Regions from separate parts of the Hordeum vulgare genome. Here region 2 is linked to region 1. A link is a contact called in public Hi-C data. All regions are on one chromosome and are shown on one strand. The core of a region is the stretch at or near the end of the contact, and the rest is flanking DNA. Distances in the headings are between cores, read along the strand shown.

Region 1 (2,743 bases), core at 198-2,697:
GGCAGGCAAGGAAGTTGTGACCTCGTCCTTTGTGCATGTCATGTAGAATAGGCATAGCCACCGGATGGGATGGTGCACCGACCCGGTTAATCTTAGGGTCCAAGGGGGATGGCTGAATCATGGCGGATGGATTCAGGATGTGAGCTCTGGGATGGAGGTGATTTTGGAGCAGCCATGGAGCCGGGGACGAGGGACGCGTGGGGAGTGTTTGGGGCTGGTGCGATTATTACGGGAGTGATTATGGGTGAATACATGGCAAGGAAGTCACGCAGATATATATGGAAACACGTCTACCAGATTTGGAATCAATTTCAGCCATGAGATGAAAACTTCATCTACGTTCCTTGACCAGTCTGAAGATTTGTTCCTATCAGACATCCGTTAAGAAGCATTTCCCTTCAAACATTGACCTGGTCAAAATCAGTGACCCAATTCAGAATTGAAGACGTCAATTAAATGTAAGGCCTTAAAACCAAGGAGCATAGTGTATTAAACTAGAAGGGTTGGGCGCGCTTTGCTGCGTCGTTGGTATTGTTGGATTTCTTAGAAGATACATCACTTTGTTTCAAAGTATAAGGTGTATGAAAAGTCAAACCTTTTAAGTCTAATCAAATTAATATATCAAAATCTGTAATATCAAGTAGGTATGATTAGATTCATCGTGAAATGAATTTTCATAGTTTTTTATTTAATATTGTGGATGATGATATTTTTTGCTCTGAATTTGGTCAAAGTTATAGGAATTTGACTTTTCAAAAATCTAATACCCCTTATATTTTAGAACTGATAAAATATTTAGTTTGGCGGATGAGGGAGATGATGGAGTGAGTTTTATTTATATTTATAATGTGATAGTTTGGTGGGTCTTTCGTGGTATGATTCTGTTAATTCAAAGAAATGAATGTGAAAGTTTGGCGCATGAGGGAGATGATGGAGTGAGTTTTATTTATATTCAAAATTGAAATAGGGAACATAGTGAATTCAAAGAAATGAAGGGGGACTCCTTGAAAAATTGTTAACCCGATCAAAATCGAATAATCCATTTCTAAATTAACGACCTTAATTAATGTGAGGCCTTAAAATTAACAAGCATCGTGTGTAGTATAAAAGAATTGAATATGAGAGGTTAGTGGACTAAAAGAATTGAACGGGAGATATCCTTGAAAATTGTTGACCAGGGAAAATCGAGTGGTGCATTTCTAAATTAAAGATCTTAATTAATTGTGAGGTCTTAAAAATATAGAGGATATAGTGCATAGTATAATTAGAGAGTAGAGTGAATTTGAGGGCTGCTAGAGTGAATTTGAGGGCTGCTATTTGATTTGAAAGCAAAATTGGAAAGATGGAGACGAATGGCCTGTTCGGAGTCCCTCCGTTCCAGGACTCTGTTTCCAACGGAGCTTCGGTTAAAAACGGCGGAGCGAATCCCTGTCTTCATCTCAGAACCCCGCGTGACGGCCTTCCCATTCCCTGCCCGTCCGATCTCCTCCCCTCGCGGCGTCATCCCCTCATCAGCACCGTCCATTCGCCCGCTTGCCCCCCTCTCAGTCCCCACCCAGCGTCTTCATCGTCTCCGCCCGCCGCCGTCGCCTCTTCTTCCCCCACTCCGGCAGGAAAGAAGAAGGGGGAGAGCGCGAGGAGATGCAGCCCAAGATCAACACGTTCTTCAAGCGCCAGGTCACGGGGCCGGATCCGAGCAGGTTCTTCTTCCCTTTCCCCGCTTGAAGCCGATCACTGCTCGCACCAAACCTCGCCGGTTCCGAGCCTACCCTTACAACTGATGCAGAATTATCCTCCGACGCGAAATCTTGACCTGTGTTCGTTCTCATTTCCTTCCAAGTGGACGGCCGTTCGATGCTTCCAAAATCTTGCAAGTATTCTACACCGAATGGGTGCCTTTCAGATTCACCTTTTCGCGAATCCGACTGATCCGTGTCGATGGTTTTGGGCAGCGAGGCGACGGAGGCGAAGAGGCCCAAGAGCTGCGGGGACGGCAAGGTCCTCAACAAGAAGAGGAACTACGGGCAGTTCCACCTGGAGCTGGGGCAACCTGATTTCCTCCTCCACATGTGCGCGGTCTGCGGCATGATGTACGCCCGCGGCAACGACGATGACGAGAAGGTTCACAGGGCCTACCACAAGAGCTACTTCGAGGGCGTCCCGTTCAAGGTTCATTGCGCTGCACTTGTTTTTTTTTTTTTTTTTTTTTTTTTTTTTTTTTTTGAATTGCAGGGTGGAGAGTTTCTACGGGTGGAGAGTTTCCACCTTGCTGTTTCTACGGGTGGAGAGTTTCTGACCGACGAAATGCAGGGTTGGCGCGAGGAAACCGTGGTTATGAGGTCCGAGGGCGGTGACCGGATAATTCTAGCAAGAGGTGAAAATTCTTGTATACGGAACAGCAAGGTAATTTGGGCAAACTCACTTTGTTATGTCCTGATGCATGACTTGTATACGGAACAGCAAGAAATGCAGACTGTAAGTTGACTGGTAGCTGTAATCTGTGTGTATGCATCCATGCTTACTGCTGAAAGCCTGAACCACTTCACAACCAATCCACATTTCGACATTAGAAACGCAGATGCAAATTGCACAGATTTTGAGATTTAGTTTGCAAACCATTTAACATCATGTACATATGTCAGTTTCAGGAGGTGATCAAAGTGGTGGAAAAGGAGCTGGGGTTTGGTGAAGGCCAGCTCCTTCATAAGCTCTGCAAGGTAAGTTACACTTTTAATTCCCGTGT
Region 2 (2,755 bases), core at 161-2,660, 360 kb before region 1:
CGAAGTTTGTCACTCTGCTCTCCTTCAGGAGAATCCCAGCTGAGAACACCAGTGCAGAGGGGATGCTCAACAAGCCAATAGCCCCCTTCAAACAGCAAGCACAAGACATATCATTCGCCGAGAACATGGAATTCGCATGCCAAGGCATGTGAGGAACAAGAATTGATAGCATATTAGCTTAACATAACAGGAGACTCACGAACCTGGGCACCCATGGAGTGCACAAGAAGGCCACTGATGGAGTACCCGATCAGTGACCCAAATGAGGAGCAAAACCCACACAAGCTCTGCATGTCGGCGGCAAGCGGTGGGTGTGTTATGCTGTTCTGTGCAACCAGGGCGTCGAGCGTCACGTCGGCTATTGCCGCGCCTGCGCTCTGCGCCGTGAGGGCCAGGACCGCCGGTATGAGCCCCAGATTGCTTTGCAGGGAAATGATAAGCATGGATGTGGCGCCAATTACGCCTGCATTAACCTCAGAAGTCAGAACACAGAGCATCAGGGGATACCAACCATGAAAATGATGTCGAGTTTGCCTATTTGTCTCTGTGTGTGTGTGTGTGTGTCAGTGTGTGTGTCAGTGTGTGTGTGTGTGTGTGTCTGGAATCAAGAAGAGATCCCCAAATCTTCTCACCTGCGAGAAGGAAGTAGGGGCGGCGGCGGTACCCGGCGACGGGCACGACGTCGGTGAGCAGGCCCCAGACGGGCTTGACGACCCACGGCGAGTCGACGATGCCCTGGTAGAACTGCGCCGCGGACGGCTGGAGGCGCAGCACGTCCTTGCTGTAGTACGAGGCGGCGACCACCCCGACGGCGTTGCCCACGCCCTGGCAGGCCCCGTAGACGGCGAAGACGGCGAGCACGAAGCTCCAGTGCAGCTCGCGGGAGAGCCGCCGCAGCCAGCGGAAGGGGGAGGCTGCGCCGCATTCGACGCTGCCGTCGCGGGGACCGCTCTCGGCGCCGGCGCCGCCAGCTTCTTCGAGTGGCCCGCCCTCCTTGGCGTCGGGATCCATCATAGCAGTAGCCCGCGAGGAACAGTTTCTTCCGAGGCCTCTTGGGGATCTGCGGCGAAGCCACGGGAAACCGCGCGGCAGGAATGCGAGCTGCGGCGACCGGGCGGTTGGCCGCCGGGAGAGGCCGACGAGCGCGAGATGCGGCGTATATTTTCTTGGTGAGCTGACTGGCTAGCACCTAGCAGTAGGCAGTAGCTGAGCACGAGGCGAAGTGCGAGTTCGCGGTGTTTGGTTTGACTTGGACTCGCAACTTGTTTCTACACGAGCGAGAAGACGAAAAATCAGGGCGTTGTGCAGACAGGCACGGTCGCCGGAGTTCATCAGACAATGGGAATCTACGAGAGGGAGAGGAAGGGAAAGGCCGTGGTGAATTTTCTGATTTGATTTGCCGGCGGTGAGCGACGGTGATATTGGAGGGCATTCTTTTCCTCGCTATCAACGGATGATCCAGGAAAAGGGATCACGCGTGATGTCACATTCTTGGCTATTGCTTTGCTTTGATTATTAAAATGGATATTACTAAATCACCTTTCTTTTTTCTAAGAAGAGCTCTAAACCACCTCATACGGGGCATTAAGATTGGTATTGCCTAATAACCATTCAAGTACCAAATAATCTATTATACAATTGGATATCTCAAATTAAAAATCTCAAATCCATATTATTACATGCAACTTGAATTGATCCTTTAGGCGGAGCTCGTCTAACTTCGCCGCGCTCATGTCCGACGGCCGGCTACGCTCCCCAGAGTGTTGTTCCGATCTCTTGCGAGGTAGAGTAGGACATGAAACACGAGCCAGCTCATGAGACTCGAGGCGACATGGTCTTCCATGCCCCACTCTTCCTTGTCGGAGCCAGAATCCCTAACGGTGTCGATGGACGTCAGATCGATGATGGACCCATCCTGGGATGAGATGGCGACATCCACCACAACGCGGTTGCGGCGTAGAGACTGGTGCACCATACGGGGCACCGGAAAATACAACTCCGCCTCGCCAACGTCCACCACGGCGAGGGCTGTCGCCTCCTCCCGTGCCCGCTGTTGCACACGACATGCATCCTGTGCCATGTTTTCGTCAGACGACGTCCATGGTGGGTCCTCTGCCTTGGCGCCTCAATGAAGGGGTTCCACATCTGTCACTGCGTTCGGACGCCACACATACCGCACCGCCTTCGATGAGGTAGCGACGACACACCTAGCAGGGCATCCATGCACCATTTGGATGGACACAACGGATTCCCGATGAAAGGAGTTCGAGCACTGCCGTCGGGCCTCCTCCTCACGTGAGTGATAGAGCGCAAGCCGGATGATAATCTCCTCATTGGGGTTGCGTGGGATAAGCTCGGAGAACGAATCTGGAGATGTAGGACTCAGATTCGCTGCCCGACATGCCAAAGAAGTTTGGAGATCGCCAGACGGGAGTTTAGGTGCTGGAGTGGAGTGAAGCGGAGCAGCTAGGGTTTGGTGCGAGGAAGGGACGGGGACGGATATATGTGGGATCGGATAGGCCAGCGTGGGTCGGGTCTAACGTGGACGCGCTTGGTCGCATTCGAGTCTCTCCATATCCGCCTCATATTTAGACTAGATATGAGAGGTGTTGGCCAGACTAGAGATTTGAGGTTAGTTTAAGGCGTCCGTCTTGGTTGGGTTTTTCTGATCAGGCCTTCCGTCGAAACGTATGAGGGTGGTTTGAGCCACCCGACTGTAGATGTCCTAAAGGCATCTCCAAAGCGGACGCTACAG

Evidence for each region. A called contact is a pair of places that touch in the nucleus more often than the background predicts.
Region 2: a Hi-C map of leaf shows a contact between it and region 1, with 6 times the contacts expected there. The contact joins the promoter of LOC123427140 here to the promoter of LOC123427138 in region 1. A contact is called at or near these places in 3 of 6 Hi-C or Micro-C datasets (leaf and seedling) and 1 of 1 datasets of contacts at active chromatin or transcription factors (embryo).

The regions. Positions count from the first base shown.
Region 1 is chr2H:545,358,200-545,360,942 of MorexV3_pseudomolecules_assembly, reverse strand. LOC123427138 (protein CHROMOSOME TRANSMISSION FIDELITY 7) reads left to right here and starts at 1,447. Exons shown (of 6, transcript XM_045111112.1): 1 at 1,447-1,700; 2 at 1,953-2,169; 3 at 2,311-2,403; 4 at 2,643-2,717. The coding sequence starts at 1,642.
Region 2 is chr2H:545,720,041-545,722,795 of MorexV3_pseudomolecules_assembly, reverse strand. It overlaps LOC123427140 (probable folate-biopterin transporter 2), which reads right to left and starts at 1,410. Exons shown (of 5, transcript XM_045111114.1): 1 at 633-1,410; 2 at 204-463; 3 at 1-85. The coding sequence starts at 1,014.